Linked DNA regions of Hordeum vulgare: region 1 is linked to region 2. The links are chromatin contacts, called in public Hi-C maps. All regions are on one chromosome and are shown on one strand. The core of a region is the stretch at or near the end of the contact, and the rest is flanking DNA. Distances in the headings are between cores, read along the strand shown.

What was found. A called contact is a pair of places that touch in the nucleus more often than the background predicts.
Region 1: a Hi-C map of seedling shows a contact between it and region 2, with 4 times the contacts expected there. The contact joins the promoter of LOC123427094 here to the promoter of LOC123427089 in region 2. A contact is called at or near these places in 2 of 6 Hi-C or Micro-C datasets (leaf and seedling).

The regions. Positions count from the first base shown.
Region 1 is chr2H:539,188,180-539,195,281 of MorexV3_pseudomolecules_assembly, reverse strand. LOC123427094 reads left to right here and starts at 5,257. Exons shown (of 4, transcript XM_045111050.1): 1 at 5,257-5,670; 2 at 6,030-6,339; 3 at 6,660-7,067. The coding sequence starts at 5,522.
Region 2 is chr2H:538,655,278-538,661,822 of MorexV3_pseudomolecules_assembly, reverse strand. LOC123427089 (phosphoglycolate phosphatase 1A, chloroplastic-like) reads left to right here and starts at 2,440. Exons shown (of 11, transcript XM_045111043.1): 1 at 2,440-2,834; 2 at 2,935-3,002; 3 at 3,108-3,200; 4 at 3,286-3,357; 5 at 3,473-3,544; 6 at 3,739-3,798; 7 at 3,877-3,929; 8 at 4,163-4,260; 9 at 4,411-4,510; 10 at 4,649-4,752; 11 at 4,842-5,114. The coding sequence starts at 2,582. The coding sequence ends at 4,948. It overlaps LOC123427088, which reads right to left. Exons shown (of 1, transcript XM_045111041.1): 1 at 5,717-6,545. The coding sequence ends at 5,855.

The sequences.
Region 1 (7,102 bases), core at 4,008-6,507, 530 kb before region 2:
TTCAACCTTTTAAAAAATGATAAATGTTTGATTAACAGTTTTGTATACAGTAATTTTTTTTTCATCATTGTTTAACACATGGTGCATATTTTTTCTATACACGCTTAATATTTGCCAAATGCTTGATAAGCATTTTTATATACATGATCAAATACATCATCATTTTCTTAATTCATTGATATTTTATTTAAATACGTGATCATTTTCTTAATACATTGATAACTTTTTTTCTATACACCTCTAACATGTTTTCAAAAAAATTAAATGTTTGATTAAAATGCTTATATACATGCTCAAAAAATCACATTTTTATCAATACATTGGTAACATTTTTTCTATACACATTTAACCATTTTCAAATGAATGATGAATTTTTCAAAATATTTGTTCAACGTTTTTTGCAAATGCTTGATTAACATTTTATATTGATGATAAATAAACTTCTTTATTTTTGTATAAATTATTAATATCTTTCTGTACACATTTAACATTTTTCTGTTGCATGATTAAAATTTTCAGAGGTTTTGGGAACCTTTTAGAGGTTTTAGCCGTTTTTTTTTATTTTGAGATACTTGTAATAGATTCCCTAAAACTTTTTTCATTTATTCTTTATTGTTTCTTTTGTTTCTGTTTCTGTTTCAAAAAATGTTCTGGATTCTCAAAAACTTTTAGTTTTTTCTAAATGTAATACATTTTTTGTAGTTTTTTCTAAATGGAATTTTTTAAGTAGTTGTTGTCTTTCAAAAACATTCACAACTTCAAATAATGTTCGGGGTTTTAAAAAACGTTCGCGTTTCCAAACAGGTTCCGCATTTTTCAAAATTGTTCTCAATTTAAAATTTTGTTGTAAAGATTCAAAAAACGTTTGTGCTTTAAAAAATATTCGTGTTTCCAATTTGTTTGGGTTTTTTGAAATTATTGTCCTTTTTAAAATTTTGTTCTCAAGATTCGAAAACTGTTCTTGTTTTTAAAAAATATCCGCGCTTCCAATTTTGTTTTGAATTTTTTCAAATTTGTTCTTGGTTTCAAAAAAAATTCTCAATATTTAAAATGTTTGTGCTTTAAGATTTTATTCGCGCTTTTTAAATTAGTTTGGGATTTTCCAAAATTTTATTCTCAAGATTCAAAAATAGTTCACGCTTCCAAATTTGTTCACGAGTTTTTGTCATTCTTCTCGGTTTTAAAATTAGATCTAGGATTCAAAAAATATTCATGCTTTATAATTTTGTTAACACTTTAAATTTGTTATCCATTTTAAAAGTATTCATATTTAAAAAATAATGTGAAATTCAACATTTGTTCGTTTTCATAAAAAAATAAGAAAGGGAAAAGAAAGAAAACAAAATCCAAAAATGATAGGAAAGGACAAGAAATGGAAAAAAGAAACAGGAAAAAAGAAAAAATATATCAGATTGTTATGAGAAAAAAATTATAAAGCATTATCAGATTGTAATGAAAAAAAAGTTATCAGATTGTTATGAGACAAACATTATCAGATTGTTATGAGAAAAAATAAAATCAGATTGTTATGAGAAAAAAATTTATCAGATTGTTATCAAAATGGAAAAAGTTGGGGCGACCCGTGAGCGTGCGAGGACTCATTGACATGTAGTAGCTCACGGAAAAGGAAAATCCTATCTGCACATTCTACGGCAGATTGCTGACCTTTCGCACAGGAGGTGCGAGCGAGCGATTGGATTTAGTCCGGCCCATTAACTATTTCATTGATCCTGTTTTTGAAATCTTCTAGAGGTTTCCAATCGGTTTTTCTGGTTTTGAAAACTTTTTAGAAGATTCACTGAACCGGTTTATCTTGTTTATGTATTTTTTATTTGTTCCCTTTTGTTTCTTTTTTTCTCTTTCTTTTTAAAAAATGTTCCAGATTTTTAAAAATGTTTCGGAATTTGAAAAAATATTCCGGAGTTTGTAAATTTTCTGGATATTGAAAAATCATTTGGAATTTTAAAAAATTGACCCGAAATTTAAAAATGGTTTGGAATTTGCAAAAATCTTCCATAATTGGGAAAAATGTTTCGGAATTTGGAAAAATGTTCCAGAATTTAAAAATGAATCTAGAATTTGGAAAAAAGTTCCAGAATTTGAAAAACAATGTTCCACAATTTGAACAAAAATTCTGGAAATTTTATCAAAATATTTAGGGTTTTCCAGAAAAATGATCTGAAATTTGAAAAAATGTTCCTGTTTCCTAAATTTGTTCGTGAATTCAAAAATCATTCATGTCTCAAAATTTGTTCACAAACTCAAAAAAGTGCGGTTTTTAAAATTTTGTTCTCGTTCGAAAACTTGGTTCTATCAATTCAAAAAATGTCTCTGTTTCCAAACTTGTTCGTATTTTCATAAAATGTTCAGAATTCGAAATATATTTTGCATTGCGAAATTCAAATGTTCGCTGGAGGTTTTGTGTTCTATCCATCTTATTGTCACACATTTTAGTATTTTGTGATTTTTTTATGTTTTGCTGTTTGCTTCCGTTTCTTTTATAATGACAGTGCATGTTGTGCAATAGTACCAGCCTCTCGCGATGGCTAGCAATCTGAACAATTCTGCAGCTAGTCGTGAGTTCGATTCCCCGCAAAGAACGGCATATAGGAGCTCCCCCCAGGAAACCCTATTTAGGCCCTGTTTGGGACCGCTCTGCTCCATCAAAAGAAGCTCCGCTCCATCAAATTCATTTTGGAGCAGTTTCATACGAAAGTTGTAGCTCTTTCAAAGAGAACATTTGGCTTTTATCCAGCTCTAGCTTCACGAATGGAAAATTTGGTGGAAAGGATCTATTTGATTGGATGAGAGGGGAGAAACGAAGGGGTATCCACTTATGGGTGGCAGTGGTGGGTAATTTCGCTCCAACTCTAGCTTCTATATTTTATAGAGCACCTCCTAGAGAGCTTCATAAAAAACAAGAAGTTGGACCCTAGATTTTAGTTTTTTTGTGGAGTTTTATATCGTGAAGCTACCCCGTTTGGCTTATGTTTTCTAGAGCGGAGATGAATTTTATGGAGTAGAGCAGTCCCAAACAGACTTTTAGCATCACGCTGCTTAAAGGCCAATTTTGCTAATCGGCGCCTGCAGCGTTCCGCCATGGGCCAATCCATTTAGAGATCCGATCTATATTTTAGCCTGTGAACTTTTTTCCAATTGATGAACTTTTTTAAAATTGGTCACCTTTTTTGAAAACCGATGAACTTTCTTTAAAATTGATGAATTTTGTTGAAAATCTGTAAACATAATTTAAATTTCGTCAATTTTAAAAATAATCAATGAATTGTTTTTATAAATTGATGAACTTTTTTTCAAAATCGATGAACTTTTTTCGAAAATCAATGTTTTTTTTAATTCTGCCCACTTATTTAAAATACATAAACATATTTCAAAAATCAGTGATTTATTTTTATAATAACTGAACTTTTTAGCAAATCTGATTTTTTGAAATCCTATAAATTGTTTTTATTTCTAAGAAGCAACACATTCTACAAGGGCCGGCCCACGAAAAGGAACGCTGCAGGCGTCGGTTTGCTTATCAGGTGCTGTAGGTGCCATATAGGACCTCCCGAAGCTCCCCGTACTCCGGTCACGCGTTGTGTGTTTATATGGGCTGGGCCATTGTCAGATTTTATGTTCATCGGTTTTGGGAAGGTTTTAGAACCCTGAACTTTTTTTTATTTTCGTTATTTCGTTTTTGCTTTGTATTTACTTTACTTTTTTGTTTTTCCTTTTCCTTTTATTTCTTCTTCTTTTTATTTCCTATTTTTCAAAATTTTAAATTTGCAATCATCTTTGAAATTCATTAACATACTTTGAAAATGTGAATATTTGTAGAAATCATGAATATTCTACAAATACGTGAACATTTTTCTGAAATCGTGAAACATTTTTTCAGAAAATTCGTGCACATTTTTAAATTTATGAACATTTTTTAAAATTGCATACATTTTCTGGAAGATGTTGAAATTGCTAACATTTTTGAAATTGCATACATTTTTTAAAACATGTTGGAATTGCATACATCTTCGGCCCTAGGCTAGCGACAATCACAGTGTCCCCACCCACCCTTCTCCCTCTTCCAACCCCTCCCGACCACCGCGAGTGGTTGCCGTTGGGTTGGTAAGCATGCGTGCAGTGACCCTGACAACTGCTGCTCCGTCGTGCCCTGGTTGATCCTGGCGGCGGAGGCTTTGGACCAGCGCAACGACGATGCGTTGCAGGTGGCTGCTGACGCTTGGTTGGCACGCTCCCAACAGTGGTTGGCCTGCTGGTGTTGCACTCGTCGGTGCCCACTCCTGCGACGACAACGTTCCTAGGCTTCCCCCATGCGTGTTGGTCTTCTCCGATAATTCTTCGCCATGCCCAGTCTGCCACAACATCCGAGGTTTTCGTTCATGGGTTGGGGCAAAATCCCCACACGACGATGACCTCTGCTGTCAACAGCGACGCCTGAGGGTGTCGTCGCCTCCTTGAAGGCATTTGGCATGACCTTGATCGGACCTCCTCCTCCAGCACCGGGAGAAATCCTAGGTTTGCCTTGGACCGGGTAGCAGTGGTGTCTCGACGATGTTCCCCCTCTTGAAGGCCCTGCTTTTGGCTACAAGTGGAGTACTTGATGCGGGAGGCGGTGGTTGGTGATGCATCGCTTTGGCATAGACTGCTACACAAGGACCAGGTCGCAATGTATGCCAACGTCGATGCTTCCCCTACGAATGCTATGACAGTTCCAATCAGGCCCTGCCTCTCACCCGCTGACTGTGGCACTCGGGTGCGAGGCACGTCGGCTTGGGCAGGCTTGGAGCTGCAATTGTTCCTAGAGGTGTGTGGCAATAACAGCGACACTGCCCCTGTTGCTTCGAGCCTCGATACCTTGCCATTTTTGACTCGAGCAAGGCTGGGCAAGTCCTAATGTTCGTTGCTTGTGTGTGTGTGGTTGAGGGCACCTCCTCACCTAATTGTAGTCATTTGTCGTGGATGGCCGTTGCGTGTGTGCGGCATGCACGTGTGTGTTCGTGTTTGTATCCCTCCTTTTGAAGGTTGTACCCCCTATATCCTCCTTCCAATGCAATGAAACGCAAACACTTTCATGCTCCTCGAGAAAAAAAAGGAAATTGCATACATCTTTTGAAATTGCACGTTAAACACAAAAGTGCTCCAAGCCCAGCTCACGCATACCATGCGTGACTGGCCCAGTCCAGTGGCCAGTCCACTTCGCTTCTCCGCTTCATCTCGCCCATGCTGCAAAGCGGAGCCCACGCGAGCGAGGCGTCGTCCCCGTTCTTCTTCCCCGCAGGATTCGCCCGCCGCACTCTCGCGCACGCTCAGTGCCCACTCGCCGAGTCGCCATTCACCACTCACCAAGCCCGTATGCGTACCGGCACAGCGCCACGCCGGCTCTCCACCTGAGTCGGCCCGTGCGCTACCCCCGAGGCCCCCGGAACTATCCCACCCAACCACACGCGCGCCCGCGCTCGCACGGGCTATCTCGAACTCTCGCTGTACGGTGCTACGGGCGCGCATGGCCAGTCGACTCCTCTTGCTCCGGCAGGCCACAAGGAGGTGGCGCCTCCAGCCTTCACCACCTCCGCCGCCTCTCCCCTCGTCCGGTGGCGTAGATGCGACGGCGCCTTCCCACGAAACAGTGAGGCTCAGCCCACCACCTCCGCTGTAAGACACAAACCTGTCGATCCCTTTCTTGCCCGCTGATTCTTATTCTAAGCTGTCAATGGGGCTCAGTAAGCCATTTTCGGGAGGTTTTGGTGACCAGGGCTTGTGCTTTGTGCTATTGATGCAGTAGGTTTGCTCAGAAACAATAGCGAGGTTGAAATGTTCGATGAAATGCCAATGACGTGAACTGTTAGCACAGTTCACTGTTTTCATCTTGCTATGTTTTTGCCTCTGTGTTTTAACTGTGTTTGTATGTGCACGCACACTAATGAACACGTTAAGCTCTTGGGGGTGGTTCTCGTTAGGCAAATACAATAATGTAACAGTTCTGTTATTTCGGAGTACTGATGCTGTTGCAGTTATACTTTCCATAAGGTTTTTTGTCAAGACGCAAGGTTCTTCAGCTGTCCACGAAGTTATAACCTTCAAACATGCCGTTCTGTCCATACCAGTCGACCTGTTAATAGTCAAAATCAAGATATGGCAATGGGTCCGCAAAATCCTGGGGCCATCGTATCTGTTGATGATTGTGGCAAACCAAAAGCAAAGAGGAAAAAACTTAAAGGGAAGAGGGCCGTAACAAGGTTTTTGAAATCGTTGAGATGGAAAAAGGAAAGGGAATTTCAGAGAATGACTGCAGAGGAGAAGATTTTGTATAAATTGAAGCTAGTAAGTTGCTATAGACATGTCTCTTTGTATTGTTATATCTTTTAATTCATGAGGAATTTTTCATCCATAAAATAATGATCTTGGTCAGAAAAAAAGGCATAAAAGAATGAAATTTGCTTGACTTTCACTTGACGTAGCAAGCTGAACTTCCAGCCTTGAAGGTGGGATATGTTATTAGATTTTTAAATGTATCTTTCTGCCGTTGCTCTCACATTACGATGAATCTACGTGTTTCTTTTTTATGCACTCCGCTGTTTAAAAATTCTCGTAACTATATTGTTATACTGTTGATTTATTCTTTATATATTTTTCCCTTAAAGGCTCGAAAGAAGGAAGAACGACTTCTTGCAGCTTTGAAGAAAATTGAGCCAAATGATCCTTCAGAACCTACACATGATCCTGAGGTTCTTACACCTGAAGAACACTTTTACTTCCTCAAGATGGGCCAAAAAAGTAAAAATTATGTGCCCGTTGGAAGGCGTGGAATTTACCAGGGAGTGATCTTGAACATGCATTTGCACTGGAAAAAACACCAAACCCTACAGGTAATTGTGAAGACATTCACACCAGAGGAGGTTAAGGAAATTGCCTCAGAGTTAGCAATTCTAAGTGGTGGTATTGTGCTCAGCATTGAAGAAGGAAATACAATTATTATGTACAGAGGAAAAAACTATGCACAGCCACCACCCGAGATAATGTCTCCAAAGGTTGCACTTCCTAGAAAGAAGGTATGTTCTTTCTGTGCTATCATGGTCAAGATATC
Region 2 (6,545 bases), core at 1,191-3,690:
GCACAATGCTCCCCAAGAAGCCACTAGGGCCACCGTATTATCATCACGCCCTCACACAATGTGATATGTTGTGATTCCACTAGTGGTGTCCTTGAAGGTAGTGACCAAACCTTTACAAACAAGGTTGGGGAAATCTCCACAACTTAATTGGAGGCTCCCAACATCACCATGAAGCTTCACCACAATGGATTGTGGCTCCCAGGTGACCTCAACCGTCTAGGGTGCTCAAACACTCAAGAGTAACAAGATCCGCAAGGGATTAGTGGGGAGAATCAAATTTATCTTAGTGGAAGTGTAGATCAGGGCCCTTCTCAACCAAACCCTAAAAGATCAACAAGTTTTGTTGGCTAGGGAGAGAGATCGGGCGAAAATGAAGCTTGGAGCAACAATGAAGCTTAGGGAAGGAAGAGGTGGTCTTCTTGGGGAAGAAACCCCTTTATATAGTGGGAGAACAAATCCAACCTTAGGCCCTCTTAGCCGGCACATAAGCGGTACTACCACTCATGGGAGCGGTACTACCACTTGGGTGGTTGCGCCAGCTACACAGGCAATGGCACACAGCCACGAGCTAGTAGTGTCGCCGGAGCGGTACTACCGCTCGCCCCAGTAGTACTAACGTTGGGGTTGCAATGTACAGGCCCTCGAACGCAGGGCAGTGGCAGAAGCAAAGGTACTACCGCTTATAGGCGGTAGTGCCTCGCCCTATTTCTGCCCAGAGTCCGTTCAGAGTCCCAAGACCAGAAGGAAGGGCGGTAGTGGAGCATAGTAATAGGCGGTACCACTTGAAGGCGGTACTACTGCGTCGTACTAACGTCCCAACAAACGCTCAGTCTGGCACAAAAAGTCAAGACTCGAGAGCCATCGGTACCGTGCACGGCACTGGGCAGCGCTACTACTGCCCGGGGGCGGTACTACCGCTTACAGAGTAGGCGGTACTACTGCTTGGTTCCTTGAGGACAAGAACAGAGGCATAGTTGGAACAACTCCATTGATGTGAGGAAGGAACAAGGATGCAAACGAAAGGGTAGTGTTGATTCCACCCAAACCTTTCCGATGTGTACCCCCTCTTAATAGTACGGTTCCCCTACGATTCAATTTCACCGAAAACGAAATGCAGAAAAATAACCGTCTTCGCTATTATCCACCGAGGGGCAAGAATCGTCTTGTGCCATATGTAAATTATCTGAAAGGCTTAATGCATACGATTAGTCCGTAAATGCATTTTCATCAATCATCAAAACCACTAAGAAATAAATATGGCCTAACAACCTCTTCAATTAAATCGTTCCCAAACATAGGCCAAAATGTCTTATAAAAAATAACGTGAAGACCATCAGGCCCCGGAGCTTTCAAATTGCCAATGGCGAATAAAGCCTTACACACATCTTCAGCAGTGTAAGGAACAAGGAAGGCATTATTCATTTCAATGGACACTCTTCTCCAAAAGAGGGATAAGATTTCCTCACTCGGTTACGAAACTGACAATGTGATCTTCCAACTCCGTACCTTGCTTCCAAACCCCGGTGTCATCCAGAAGTTTCTTAATATTATTCCTCTTCTTTCTAGCCGTAGTCGCATTATGGAAAAAGAAGTATTACGGTCCATGTAACAGCTAGTTGGCATGAATAGATAGCAAATACTCGATCCAAACATCATGTTGTAGTCAAATTTCACTTTTTTCCTACTTCCCCGTTCCTAAATATAAGTCTCTCTAGCAATTTCATTGCGGACTACAAACGGAACAAAATGAGTGAATCCACATTCTAAATTATGTCTATATGCATCTGTATGTAGTTTATAGTGGAATCTTTAAAAAGACTCATATTTAAAAACCGAGGAGTAGTTATTAATTGGGGTGCTACGTCTCAGCCGGCGAATCTTTTAGAAAGATTCACCGCCTAGTGAGCCGTTGGATCTAACAATTGTACTTCGTAACAGATCTCTTGTGCAGAGACGTTTGCAATGGTGATTATATTGCGGGTTCTTTTACAATATGGGTCGTGTTGCCGGATTTCTTTTTGCAAGATGGATCATATGTTATGGATTTCTTTTACAACATGAATCATGTTGCGGGATTTTTTTATGTAATATGAGTTGTGTTGTCGGATTTGTTTTTGTAACATGGGTCGTGCTACAAGAATTTTTTTTACACGTTGCAGGGTTGGTTGCAAAAACAATGAAGCAGTTGTAGAACGTGGATACGGAGGGGTTGGTTCATGACCATTTAACGGAACCCATCCAACAGGCACGGATACGGTGGACTCTCGCTTAAAGTTGGTCGGTTGAAGAATCATTTCCCTTGTTAATTCGGCGGTTTCGTTTTCTCCCGACCTTTGCACGAGTGCAAACACTATCTCGAACCACAACCACAGCAACACTAGCCCCAATCCCTCCCCTTTGCCTTGCCAGCCACAAATCCGCAAGCCATGGACGCGCCACACCAACCAGACGGGACACGAGAAATGTTCATCCATGGCACAGCCACATAGGCATATACCGTTACATCGCCCAAACCGAGACCACACCAACCAAACGCCACCCGATCCTCTTCAAAGAAAAACGTACTAGCATCGAAGCAGCGATGCTCCTGGCTCGCGCCTCCCCCAGCTTCCTCGCCTCCACCTCCTCCACCCCTACCCCGTCGTCACAGACGCTGCCGCCGTCCGCGTCCTTCGGGAGGAGCCAGCGCACGGGCGGCGTCCTAGCCACGGCATCGCCGAACAGCGCCCCCAGACGGCCCGTGATGGCGGCTGCGGCGGCAGTCCCGGCGGCAAAGCTGGAGGACGCCGAGGCGCTCATCGACTCCGTCGAGACGTTCATATTCGACTGCGATGGTGAGAGACTGATCAATCGCTCAAGGTCTAGTTACCAGTTTGCTGGAGCTTTTCCTGAATGAATTGGCTGCTCTCTTCTTCTTGTCGTTGTGGCGCGTAGGGGTGATCTGGAAGGGCGACAAGCTGATCGACGGCGTGCCGGAGACGCTCGACCTGCTCAGATCAAAGGTCTGCTATGAACTGTAATGGCTCTGGTAGATTCGCAGAATGGATCATCTTCTCACACTTCATATGGGTTCTTGCTGGTTTCATCAAGCTGTTGCTGTGCTGCAGGGCAAGAGGCTGGTGTTCGTGACCAACAATTCCACCAAGTCGAGGAAGCAGTACGGGAAGAAATTCGAGACGCTCGGGCTCAGTGTCAACGAGGTATGCCTGTCATCAACTGCTGTCTCCCTTGACAATTTATGCTCCTGCTAATTGACTTGACGAGGCATGGCCGGTCAATGTGCAGGAAGAGATATTTGCTTCGTCCTTCGCAGCTGCCGCATACCTGGAGTCCATCGATTTCCCCAAAGACAAGAAGGTAGTACATCAGTCAACATCATTAGAAAATCTGGCTGCATTGCATTGTATTGCATTGGCACACATGATTTAGCACCAAAAAATCAAGAGCAGGGTTAAGTATTTCTATGGTCCAGGTTTACGTGATTGGAGAGGAAGGGATCCTCAAGGAGCTCGAGCTGGCTGGCTTTCAGTACCTCGGCGGACCTGTATGTAACAAAGAGTGACTCCTTTCTCTGTGATATTCATGATTATTTAACAGACCAAGATCATGTTTTCGTTTTAGCATGTTATTATAGTAGTAGGTGGTTTAGCCAATGTTGCATGCTAATCAGCATCAGCTGAGTGGACGAGAGTTTGGACAAACTTACACGACTTAGATTGTATCCCCGTGCTCTTGCAGACAGACGGTGACAAGAAGATAGAGCTGAAGCCTGGCTTCTACATGGAGCATGACAAAGATGTAAGTATAATCAAACTTCCTCTTCTGATCTTGAGTTACGAAGTGGCACCACTGCAGTAATAAAATGGATTTACACAGGTTGGAGCAGTTGTAGTGGGATTTGATCGCTATTTTAACTACTACAAAGTTCAGTAAGTAAATCCTCGTTCTCTCCTCTCTCGCCTTAGAAATAATAAACTTAGACAACAAAACAGACAATGAAAATAAGGTTGGATATAAATGATTCAATTAAGACACACTGAAAACACACTCATTTGATTAAACACGTGTAGAAGCAAGATCACATGCTAGCTCTTCGTAATCTACAAAAGTTTGGTGTTACCAGTTCCACATATGTAAACTTATCGCTAATCTACTTCGTAAGGTACGGGACACTCTGCATACGTGAGAATCCTGGGTGCCTTTTCATTGCAACAAACAGGGACGCTGTCACCCATCTCACTGATGCCCAGGAGTGGGCAGGTTAGTCGGCCATTCCAACTCTTTATATATGCCAGCTAAAAAGAACTCTTTATATATGCCAGCTAAAAAGAACTCTTTATACATACTGATACTTCGAAGGATACATACCACCGTCCCTTGCTCAAATCATGAACATTTGCCTTGGCCCAGGTGGCGGGTCGATGGTCGGTGCTGTTCTTGGTTCAACCAAACAAGAACCGCTCGTCGTCGGGAAGCCGTCGACATTCATGATGGACTACCTGGCAAAGAAGTAAGAGGCTAACTGTCTCAGCAGCAATCCAGCTCCATGAATCCGTTTCCAGAACTCTGCAAGGAAGAATGTGTGAAGCAAAAGCTGATGCCTAAGAATAGTTTTGAGATGTTTCACCTTTCTTCATTTTGGTGGCAGGTTTGGAATCACAACATCTCAGATATGCATGGTAGGTGACCGTTTGGATACTGACGTTCTATTTGGGCAAAATGGAGGCTGCAAAACTCTCCTGGTTCTTTCAGGTATCTTGATCATACTATTCACCCTGAACTCCAGTGCATGGTGTGCTGAATTCTCATCGGCATTAACCTTGGTCGGCTGCCTTCTGCAGGTGTGACTTCCGTGCAGATGCTTCAGAGCCCCGACAACACGATCCAGCCAGATTTCTACACAAACCAAATTTCTGATTTTCTCACCCTTAAAACAGCAGCAGTATGAACAGAAATGTGAATGTACTGCTTTAGCTGGGGGAGGGCCGTTACTTTTGTATAGCAACTAAGAGATCACCCGGGATGGTTTTCTTTCACATTGATTTGTAATCGCGAGACAGATGTTTAAATGCAAGTATGTACATCATTAAATGCATATCAACTTGATGCTGCTACCTACTTTTCCTTGGCTCAAGATTAACAATGAATAAACAAAACATCTATGGCAATCAAAATATGCCTGGTTAATCTCGAAATGCAAGCCCAGAGAATAAAAAGGGGAGATCAGAAATGTTGGCTAAGCACAAGACATATACTCCCTCCGTTCCTAAATATATGTCTTTCAAGAAATTTCACTAAGTGACTACATACGGAGCAAAATGAGTTAATCTATACTCTAAAATGTCTATATACATCCGTATGTAGTCCCTTAGTAAAAACTCTAAAAAGACTTATATTTAGGAACGGAGGGAGTAGAAGGTAAATATGATCCCAGAAGAAAAAAATAAATTGCATCACCAACCCTTATGTTGCTCATGAGAAAATATTCCAGAAGAGAAGCATTACTGTTTGTGTATTACCTCTAACAATACTAGCAACAAAGTGTTTCACTCAGATCTTGTACCAGGTAATCTTACTGGGAACCAATAAATTACTAAAACATAGAACATCAAATTATGTGTATGCTCTGTACTTTTATGTACAGAAGATCAAACACAAATGATCCAATCTGGTTCCCATGCTCTCTAAGCTCAAGCAAGAAGTGTACACGGTAGCATACCATGAGAATTTCATTATATCAGTAAGAACAAGAAACATGTACTGTACAGGTGGTATGAAAGCTTCGCTCTAATGACAAAATTGCATGATAAAATCTATACAGTTTCAGTTGTACATTATTGTGGCTTTGCTTTTCTCATTTCTTTAAGCTGCGCAACAATGTTAGCAAAGCTTCCTTCACATTTTGGCTCCTTGTTTGCCTCGTTTCCTCTGATGTGACACGCAAGCTCTCAAGACCACGGCCCAGGGAGGCAATCATGGGAACAGAAGGTGCGGCCTCGGCAGCACACTCGATCCCATCTCCATGCTTCAGGAGGCCAGCACATGCAACCAAGCTAAAACCAAATGTTGCCCAAGGAGCTGTTCGGAAAGGTCGGTTGTGCTTCTGCCTCTTTTGCATTATTTCATAGAACGACGTCCGCATCGCCAACAAGCTAGTTCTCTCTACAGATGATATTACAGTGTGTGTCACGGCCCGAATCTTCTCTGCTGAAGCTGTGAATTGTAAAGCAGATGACTTCGAACCAGCACTAACCACGCCATGAGAGAGGAGCTTGCTTAATACAATGCCGGCATGCCTTTGCAGCTGCATTAAGCCATACTTTAATATCACTGGAGTTTTATAAGGAGCCAACTTAAGAATGGCAGATACCTGGATAGTTTTTGACAAAGATGAAAAACCAAGAATAGCTGTTCCTCCCGCACCAACTGCGACCACAGGCTTCTCAGCTATCCAGCTCTTTTTATCAGTGTTGTCCAATGGCACCTCGTTGTTATCACTCTCATTTTCGCTCTCATTTTTGTTGCCATAATGATTGAAGCAACTG